Regions from separate parts of the Mus musculus genome. Here regions 2 and 3 are each linked to region 1. The links are chromatin contacts, called in public HiChIP or PLAC-seq maps. All regions are on one chromosome and are shown on one strand. The core of a region is the stretch at or near the end of the contact, and the rest is flanking DNA. Distances in the headings are between cores, read along the strand shown.

Region 1 (3,265 bases), core at 483-2,982:
GCCACCATGTGGTTGCTGGGATTTGAACTCAGGACCTTCGGAGATCATCTTAATGTATTTATTATTGTATGTTAGCAGGTGGTGTGTGTGGAGGGGGATGTTGCACCTAACACAGCAAACATAAAGGACTTCATTCTTTCCATCCAATTTTATGTGGTTTCTGAGGATCAAACTCAGATTGCCTTAGAAAGAGAGTAGGATGGCTGGAGAGATGGCTTAATGGTTAAGAGCACTGGTTGCTCCTCAAGGGGACCTGGGTTCAATTCTCTGTACCACAATGGCAGCTTACAACTATCTATAACTCAAGTCCTAGGGATATGATGCCCTCTTCTGATTTCTGTGAACACCAAGCACACGTATGATGCACAGACAGACATGTGGTCAAAACGTCCTTTTTTTTTTTTTCTCCCAAAAAGAATACAGTTGAGGTAGGCAGTTATCCCAGCACTCGGAAGGTAGAGGTAGCTCTCTGTGAGTTTGAGGTCAGCCTGGTATATAAAGTTCCAGAACAGCCAGCTCTACACAGAGAAACCCTGCCTTGGAAAAAAACCCAAAATAAAAGAATACAGGAGGGGGAGGGAGAGGATGGGTGGGTGAGGAAGCACCCTCATACAGGCAAAGGGGAGGGGGGAATACGTGGGATGGGGGAACGGTTGCTGGAGAGGTAACCAGGAAGTGGGATATTATTTGATACAAAGGAATGGAATGATTAATAAATTTAAAAAAATTTTTTTTAAAAAAAGAATACAGCCGGACATGGGAATACGCCTTTAATCCCAGCACTCAGGAGGCAGAGGCAGGTGGATTTCTGAGTTCGAAGCCAGCCTGGTCTACAGAGTGAGTTCCAGGACACCCAGGGCTATACAGAAAAACCCTGTCTCAAAAAAAAAACAAAAAAACAAAAAAACAAAAACAAAAACAAACAAACAAAGAATACAGTAAAAAGGCTGAAGAGATGGCTCAGTGTTCAGTAGCACTTACTGCTCTTACACAGGACCCACATATAAAAGTTCATGGCTAGGGGCTGGAGAGATGGCTAAGAGCACGAACTACACTTCCAGAAGTCCTGAATTCAATTCCCAGCAACCACATGGTGGCTTATAACCATCGGTAATGGGATCCTATCCCCTCTTCTGGGATCCCCTCTTCAGGAGTGTCTGAAGACAGCAACAGTATATAAAGAAAAGAAATAAATCTTTTTTAAAAAAGTTCATGGCTAGCCTGATCCATTGTGAGTTCAAAGCCAACTTGAGCAACCTAGTAAAACTGTTGTCAAAATAACAAAGGGGAAAACAAAACAAAACAAAACAAAACAAAACAAAACAAGAGGGCTAAGGGTGTGGCTTAGTGGTAGGATGCTTCCTAGAATCCCCCAGTAAGGGGCAGGGAATGTGGAAGTGGAGGAGACTTGCCTAGCTTGTGTGAGGCCCTAAATTCAATCCTCAGTGTTGAATGGGGGGAAAGAACCAACCCAGCCCATGTGCATCTGCTTGTTTTTGCAAAACTAAGCCTGAGGAGGGAAGCTGACAAACAAGAGAGGCTGATTGCACCAGGGCGGAGGGAGAACAAGGAGCTGAGGAGAAGTACACACATTTGCAGGATTTTCATCCCTGGAATTATGTTAGTATTTTATACATTCAAGGAATAAACCCAAAGCCAGGTGTGATGGCGGAAAGCTTGCTGAATAGGGGGAGGGGGTGGAGAGCAGTCAAAGCCACACAGCAAACTCTGTCTCAACAGCAAAGCAAGCCAAAGCAAGCAAACACATAGCAACAATAAATAAATAAGAACAAGAGTGGTGAACAATCCCGGTAACTTTCATTCTCGTCCCTCCCTCCTTCTTTCCCTCTTTTGTTGTTGTTGTTGTTGTTGTTGTTGTTGTTGTTGTAGGATAGGCTGGCTCTCCCTTGCTATGCCCCACAGCCTGACTTCAAGCTGTTGATCCCCTGCCTCCAACTCCAGAGTGCAGATCCCATAAGCGTGCCACCACACCTGCTTCAACTTCTTTCTGAACTCGTTCCCCAAGGGAAGCGACTCTCTCCAGAGCCAAGGGCACAAGCCAAGGACAGTAAAGTGTCCTTTTGTCCAAAAATAAGAAATTACACCCAGGAGGTAGTGGTGTACTCCTTTAATCCCAGAAATTGGGAGTCAGAGGCAGGCATATCTCTGAGTTTGAGGCCAGCCTGGTCTACAGAGCTAGCTCCAGTTCTCTGTGTACCCCTGGCTGTCCTGGAAGTCACTCTGTAGACCAGGCTGGCCTCGAACTCAGAAATTTGCCTGCCTCTGCCTCCAGAGTGCTGGGATTAAAGGCATGTGCCACCACGCCTGGCTTATAACCCAAATTCTTTTTTTTTTTTTTTTTTTTTTAAATTTTTTTTTTTTGATTTTTCTTTTTTTTTTTTTTTTTTTTAAAGATTTATTTATTTATTATATGTAAGTACACTGTAGCTGTCTTCAGACACTCCAGAAGAGGGCATCAGATCTCATTACGGGTGGTTGTGAGCCACCATGTGGTTGCTGGGATTTGAACTTTGGACCTTCGGAAGAGCAGTCGGGTGCTCTTACCCACTGAGCCATCTCACCAGCCCATAACCCAAATTCTGTACAGATTATTTTGTTATTTGAAATATGGTCTGCGGGCTGGAGAGATGGCTCAGCGGTTAAGAGCACTGACTGCTCTTCCAGAGGTCCTGAGTTCAATTCCCAGCAACCACATGGTGGCTCACAACCATCCATAATGAGATCTGACACCCTCTCCTGGTGTGTCTGAAAACAGCTACAATGTACTTACATATAATGAATAAATATTTAAAAAAAAAAAAGAAATATGGTCTGCACCTAGCCCAGACTGGGTAGAACTTGCTATGTAGCTAAATATGACCTTACCTTCACTAATTCTCCTGCCTCCACTTCCTGGGGTGACAAGCGTGCACTGCCATGCCTGTCTTATGCATTTCTGGGGAAGGAAACCATGCTCTTCAATGCCAGACAAGCACTCTACAAACTGAGCCACATTGCAGCAACAGATCTGTACATTTTTAATTGGGTAAATAAAATGTCTCATTGAGTCAAAGTGCCACACAAGCCTGATGGCTTAAGTCCAATCCTCAGACCCATGATGCAGAGAGACACGACTTCTCAAAGGTGTTGTCTGACCTCCAAACTCAGTGACAAAAGCAAGCTTGCATTCATACAAACACATATATAATAATAATAATACTAGACAATGAATAAAGAAAATTAAAGGAATAGGAGGAAAAGTTGG
Region 2 (3,265 bases), core at 220-2,719, 93 kb after region 1:
ACCACCATGTCCAGCCTAGCCCCTCATTCTCCCCTTACGTTTTCCGCTCTCCTTCTAGCACTTTACCTGATCAACAGTGCATTTATCCTTCACACTCTTTCCTCTTGACTCTTGATCCCTCATCCTCGTCCAGCCTTGTGCAAAGCTGATCTTTATCACATATATCTGTTCTCTGACCTCTGGTTCCACCTTCATTGCTTCCTGACCTCACTCACTCTTGCTCTGTCTCTCTTCTGAATGGAACCAGCGGTTACACAGTTCTTGGAGAAACCAAACAGTTGGAGAAAACAAAACAAAACCCTCAACTCTCTCCAAAACACAAAAATCCAAACAAGTTCCCACAGAGAAACGCTTGAAGGAGGTTGAGTTAGTCAGTCCCTTAGGGATGACTGCGGGTTTTACAACTGTTCTTTGTCCCCAGGGACAAAGAGGAATTAGGGAACAGAGAAAAAAAAAGTCCCTCCTTTCACACTGGGGTGTGATCTCTCAAGGGCCTCAAAGGCTTGCTTTCCCTTCCTTCCTTCTTTCTTTCTTTCTTTCTTTCTTTCTTTCTTTCTTTCTTTCTTTCTTTCTTTCTTTCTTTCTTTCTTTCTTTCTTTCTTTCTGTTTGCCTGTTGCCTTTCCGATCCCTTCCAATCTCCTCTCTGTCTCTGTTTTTTATTTTTGTTACATTCTATCTCAGATCTGTATCTTTCCCTCCCTCTAGCCCTCTGACCACTTGTTTCTCCCCAGCTGCCTCTCTTCACCATCTCTAGTCCTGCCCCGGTCTTACTTTACAGAGTCTGACTGTCTTTGGGTGTCTGCGCCTGTTTCCCTTTGGAGACTCTCCCTTGGGCCCATTTCCTGTCACGTGCCTCTGTAGAAAACCTCCAGAAAGAGAACTTTGACACTTCATGATAAAGGGGACTAATAAATTCCAGGAAAAAATCGTTACTTCGGAGGGGAGTCTCACTGTGTAGCGCAGGCTAGCCTCCAACTCATAATAATCCTGCCTCAATTGCCCGTGAGCGTAGATTAAAGGCTTGCACCATGGTGCCAGCCCTCTCCTGCTTTGTGGTCTCTATTCAACCCATTTCTAGAAAGCTGGGGGCCACAGAGCAGAAGAAAATAACTAAAGATGTAGAGGAGGAGAGCCTTGTGCAGGACTCACCATAAACTTTTTTTGTTTTGTTTTGTTTTTTGTTTTTCGAGACAGGGTTTCTCTGTATACCCTGGCTGTCCTGGAACTCACTTTATAGACCAGGCTGGCCTCAAACTCAGAAATCCACCTGCCTCTGCCTCCTGAGTGTTGGGAGAGCATGTGCCACCATAGACTTTTTATGGGCTACCATAGACTTTTTAATGAGGCTAGAATAGGGTTATTGAAGAAGTAGTGGGTGGTCAAATTGCAGAGGTCAGTTCAGGAACTTTAGAAAATTCCACAGGACCCCTCCCCTTCTGGAAGAGAAATGTCATAAGATAATAGGCACCCCTCGCTCCGGAAGGGAGGGGCTAATTACATTCCTCAGACCACAGGGAGGAGGGACGGACCACTGGCTTAACCAATGAGCCAACTTTCTAGCACCCAACAGAAGATATACTATAAACAAACAAACAAACAAACAAACAAATAAAAGTCCCCATGGGCAACATCTGAAAGAAGTCAAGTTAATCACTCAAACTTTTGTTATTCACGGGAAAAGAGTGAAACAAATTTAGATGTTCTCTGGGTCCCTAAGGCCTGAGGCTTTGGGGAAGCTGAGGGCAAGTTTATACTGGTTCCTGTAATAACTGTGTCTCAGGAGCCCAGGCTAGCTCAGTGTCTCCCAAAGACCTGAAAGGCTTTCTTTGTCTCTCTCTTTGCCTTCCTGTGGGCTTTTGATCCCTTCCCTTCTCCAGCCGCTGTTCTTTATTTTTCTTGTCTTCTGTCTTCCTCCAGTCTGTGTCTTCCCTTTGCTACTGGCTCTCTGACCACTCCTTGCTGTGTGTTTTCCCCTAGTTGCCTCTTGTCCCCATGTCTATCTCTGTGGACCCTCCCTCCCTGCTCTTGTCTCAACCTTCTCAATGCTGAGACCCTTTAATACAGCTCCTCATGTTGTGGAGACCCCCAACCATAAATTTATTTTCATTGCTACTTCATAACTTTAATTTTGCTACTGCTATGGATCGTAACATAAATACCTGATATGCAAGATATCTCTGCTATGGGACCCCTGTGAAAGAGTCCTTTGGACCACCAAAGGGGTTGAACCTTACAGGGGTCTGACGTGTGTGTGTGTGTGTGTGTGTGTGTGTGTGTGTGTGTATGAGTGTGTGTTTCTATTCCATTCTTAAGACTCCTCATTTCTGTCACTTGGGCTGGTTTGATTCATAACCTTCTCACTGTAGCCCATTTCCTATCATATGCTTATGTGGAAAATCTGCCCCTTCTTTACAAAGGGGACTGAGAAATTCCAGGTAATATATATTTTTAAACTCTCAGAGCAGAGTCTTAATGTGTAGCTCAGGCAAAGCCTCAGACTCATGGTGTGGCTGCCTCAATCTCTTATGCATTGAAAGTGACTACAGGTGTGCATCACCGCACCCAGCTCTCTCCAGTTTTGTGATCTCCAGTCAATCCATTTGCTATGTAGGAGTGGGCTGCAGAGAAACAGGAAACCATCCCCGTTCTGAGACTGCGGGTGTGTGTAGCCAACCCTGGCTGGCATCATGGCTCTTCATCCATGTACTGGCTACAGGGAAGTAAATGACACAAAAGTGGCTTATGCACGTAGCAAATATATATTTTACCATTGAAACTTATACTCACCATGGCAGTTGTAGAAAATGAAACAAAAATTCTATTACCTGGTCAATTTCAAACTATATTGACTCAGTCCATATATAAGGAAAACCTCTGCAAAGAACTAGGTCTCTCCTCCAATGGGTTCATCATATCTATCAAGCTGGATTAGCAAACTTTTCTTTCAGTACTTAATAAGCATCTTGGAGTGTGGCAAGAGGCAAAAATCATTTAATTAATATTTTTATGAGAAAATTTTATTTATTTATTTATTTATTTATTTATTTATTTGAAATGGACTTTCATATAACCCTGGTTGGCTTGAAACTTCCTGTGAGGGCAATTTTTAAAAAAGACTTATTTGCTGGCCATGGTGGCTCATGCCTTTAATCCCAGCACTTGGGAGGCAGAGGCAGGTGGATCTCTGAGTTCGAGGCCACCCTGGTCTACAAAGAGAGTTCCAGGACAGCCAAGGCTCCACAGAGAAACCTTGTCTCAGAAAAA
Region 3 (3,265 bases), core at 501-3,000, 88 kb before region 1:
AAGCAGGAGGATTATAAGTTTAAGACCAGCCTGGGGTGGGGTGAGGTAGGGTGGGGTAGGGTGATGGAGAAATGTCAGAGTGTTTACCCATGAGTGCTCCTCTTAGAGAGGACTGAGTTCAGTACCCACCACCCATATGAGGGAGTTCACTAGGAGATCCCACCTGAGAGCTCCCACCATCTGAGGATGCTGCCTGCACTCAAATGCTCAAACTTTAACAGACACACATGCACACACAATTTTTTAAAAACACCCAGGACTTTGAAGGGACTCTGGCTAGCTCAAGTGTGGTGAGCATGGCTCTGACAGGCTTTGCTCTTCTCTCTGCCCATTCCCTCTGCCTTGTTAGAAACCATTGGATGGTATTCTTAAAGCTAGCCCCCAAAAGTCTATTCCCTTTTTTGGCTACTTCCTCCTCCTGAGGCTGACTACCAAGGTCTAGCTATCAAAGTATTGAAGTCCAAGCAATCACAAGCCCCCTTTGGTCAAAATACACCACCTCAACCTAGCCTGTTGCAACACAGCACACACACACACACACACACACACACACACACACACTCACACACACACACTCTCACACACACACATCACACACACACACACTCACTCACACACACTAACACACACACACAGCACACACACTCACACACACACACTCACACACACTCACACACACACACCTGCAAGGTCATTTGGTGCTGTTTTTCTGAGTCAGGAAGCAGCCCCTTTAGCTTTTCTTCCCTGCTTAATAAAGAACCTCTCTGAAAACAGGGGTTTGGGTGTGGTTTATGCCTGCCCTGAGGTCAGAAATAGAACCCCACTGTGCGGGGGTGGGGTATCCCTCAAACTTAGTGGAATATATATGTGTATATATATTCCACTATCACACACACAGACAGAGAGAAGAGGGAGGGCTGTGTTAGAACAGGCTAGGGTGAGCCCAGTTTCTTATACCCACCCCCTCTCTCTCCAGACAGGGTTTCTTCTTGTAGCCTTGGCTGTGCTGAAACTAGCTTTTTAGACCAGGGTGGCTTTGAACTCACAACGATCTGCTTGCCTCTGCCTCCGAAGTGCTGGGATCAAAGCTGTGTGTCACGACTGCCTGGCATTAAAATACAGTTTTTAAGAGGACGTTTATTTTTATTTTATGGAGAGCATGTAGTCTGAGTGCATGTAAGTGCAACAGTGAGTGTGGTACTCGCAGAAGCCAAAAGCAGATGTCAGTTCCCTTGGAACTGGAGTAACAGGTGGTTATGAACTGTCATGTGTGTGCTGGAAACTGTACCTGGGTCCTTTGTAAGAACAGCAAGTGTTATTCTGTGTGTGTGTGTGTGTGTGTGTGTGTGTGTGTTAAGACTAGTAATGTAGGCCAATGTGGTAGAGTACCTGTTTAGCACGAGTGTGCTCAGCCTGGGAATCAGCCCAGCCCAGCCCAGCACCAATGAGTGAAGGCCAGATGATTCTCCGATAAATAACTCCAGCTTCTGAGGCTCTGAACACTTTGAAACAGATGCCATCCACCGTGACGTCTGTCCAAATCGCTGACTCATGGAATCTGTATTGATATACAGGATAGTTGTTGGGGAGAGGTGATTGTGCATATGTCCATAAATAACCAGAAGAAAGACTCTGCATCAAAAAGAAACAGCAGGCTCAATTAGAAGGGCTGGAAGTGGTGATAGCCATTATTCCACTCCGGAGCGCCTGCTGAATGTCTGGGTCGCCGCCTATCCTGCCACTAGGTGGCGCCAACGATCGTTTCCAGCAAAAGAGGGGTCCCAGAGTCAGTAGTTGTCTTTTCAGACAACCTAGCTACAAGGGGCCTTAAAGATAGTATTAAAAACACATAATCTTTCCTTGGGAAATGCAGCTCGGCTTTGCATCTCTCCACACCAATTCATTCTCTCCCCCCACCCCCACCCCCGGCACTCCTTCCCGCCAAGCCTTGTCCCCAAGCCAAGAAAGATCAGGAAACATGGAGTCCTTTAGCCTCACTGGAAAGGGATATTGTGAGGTTCTTGCTCCGCGCCACTCTTGTGTTCTGTGATAAGACAAGATAGTCTTGTCTTATCTTTTGGGAAATGAGGTGTAGCTACAAAGGGAGACCCCAAACTCATTGTGGTTAAAAAAAAAAGTTAACAAATTTTAAATTAAAAATTGTGTGTAATAATGTATACCTGTAATTCCTGCACATGGGAGGTAGAGGCAGAAGGCTCAGGAAGTCAAGATCAGGCCGGCAAGGTGGCTCAGCTGGCAAAGGCACCTGCTACCATCCTGTCTTTGTTTTGGGACAACAATATTAAATTGATTTTTTTAAAGCATTACTGATTTTGCAATATTCATCTTTCTTTTCTTATTTCTTCCTTTCCTTTTCCTTTCTTTCTTTGGCAGAATTTTTTTGTAGCCCAGGCTAGCCTTGAACTAATCATGTAGCCAAGACCTTGAACTTCTTTTATTTTGAATTTTTATTAAATTTTATTTAATGGGGGCTGAAGGCATCTACCGTGTACACGTGTGGAAGTCAGAGGATAACTTGCAGGGGTTGGTTTTCTCCTGCCATGTGGGTCATGGAGAGCTAACTGGCTGAGCCACCTTGCTTGCCCAACCTTGAAGTTCAGGTCTTCTACCTCTACCTTCCAAGGGCTGTGATTATAGATATATACAATATAGAAATGATTATTTAACTGTCATCCATCCATCTATCTATCATCTGTCTATCATCTATCTAGCTATCATCTATCATCTAACAACTATTATCCATCTATCATCTATTTATCTATCTTCTATCTATCTAATCTATTCATCTTTCTATCCATCTATCTATTATCTATTTATCTAATCTATCCATCTATCTTTCTATCATCTATATCAATCATCTATCATCTATATATATCTACCATTTATCTATATATCTATCATCTATTTTTCTATCTAATCTATCCCTATTCCTATCCATCTGTACCTGTCCTATATTTATCATCTATCTTCTATCATATCTCTATCATCTATCATTCTATTATCTATCTATTCCCATCTATCAATCTATCTATTTTGAGACAGTGGGCTATGTAGCTCTGGCCCAGAACTCACTATGTAGACCAGGCTGGCCCCATGCAATCCTCTTTCCTCTGCTCCCCAGTGATGGGATTACAGGTGCACACTCCAAACCCAACTTTAGTCAGCTGATTTTTAATTGACAAATAAAAACTGTGTGGTGCATAGAGTGACATTTTGAAATACTTGACATTTTAGGAATGACTAA

The links. HiChIP or PLAC-seq counts read pairs in DNA pulled down with a chosen protein or histone mark.
Region 2: a contact with region 1 is called in an H3K27ac HiChIP or PLAC-seq map of embryonic stem cells, with 12 read pairs. The contact joins two enhancer-like sites. A contact is called at or near these places in 1 of 39 promoter capture datasets (embryonic stem cells) and 5 of 115 datasets of contacts at active chromatin or transcription factors (bone marrow-derived macrophages and embryonic stem cells).
Region 3: a contact with region 1 is called in an H3K27ac HiChIP or PLAC-seq map of embryonic stem cells, with 7 read pairs. The contact joins two enhancer-like sites. A contact is called at or near these places in 27 of 484 Hi-C or Micro-C datasets (the Ba/F3 cell line, the C2C12 cell line, the HL-1 cell line and 17 more) and 5 of 115 datasets of contacts at active chromatin or transcription factors (astrocytes, embryonic stem cells and trophoblast stem cells).

What each region holds. Positions count from the first base shown.
Region 1 is chr7:3,358,993-3,362,257 of GRCm38.p6, reverse strand. The region is part of intron 4 of Cacng7 (calcium channel, voltage-dependent, gamma subunit 7); the gene reads right to left. Among named protein-coding and RNA genes, the nearest start is that of Cacng7, 28 kb to the right of the region's middle. Within about 2 kb of position 1,732, at least 4 of the 459 cell types and tissues checked have an H3K27ac peak or open chromatin away from gene starts, as enhancers often do. A contact at or near this core is called in embryonic stem cells, where this site is marked.
Region 2 is chr7:3,265,650-3,268,914 of GRCm38.p6, reverse strand. No RefSeq gene overlaps it. Among named protein-coding and RNA genes, the nearest start is that of Nlrp12, 18 kb to the right of the region's middle. Within about 2 kb of position 1,469, at least 24 of the 459 cell types and tissues checked have an H3K27ac peak or open chromatin away from gene starts, as enhancers often do. A contact at or near this core is called in embryonic stem cells, where this site is marked.
Region 3 is chr7:3,447,421-3,450,685 of GRCm38.p6, reverse strand. No RefSeq gene overlaps it. Among named protein-coding and RNA genes, the nearest start is that of Gm35037, 3.3 kb to the left of the region's middle. Within about 2 kb of position 1,750, at least 42 of the 459 cell types and tissues checked have an H3K27ac peak or open chromatin away from gene starts, as enhancers often do. A contact at or near this core is called in embryonic stem cells, where this site is marked.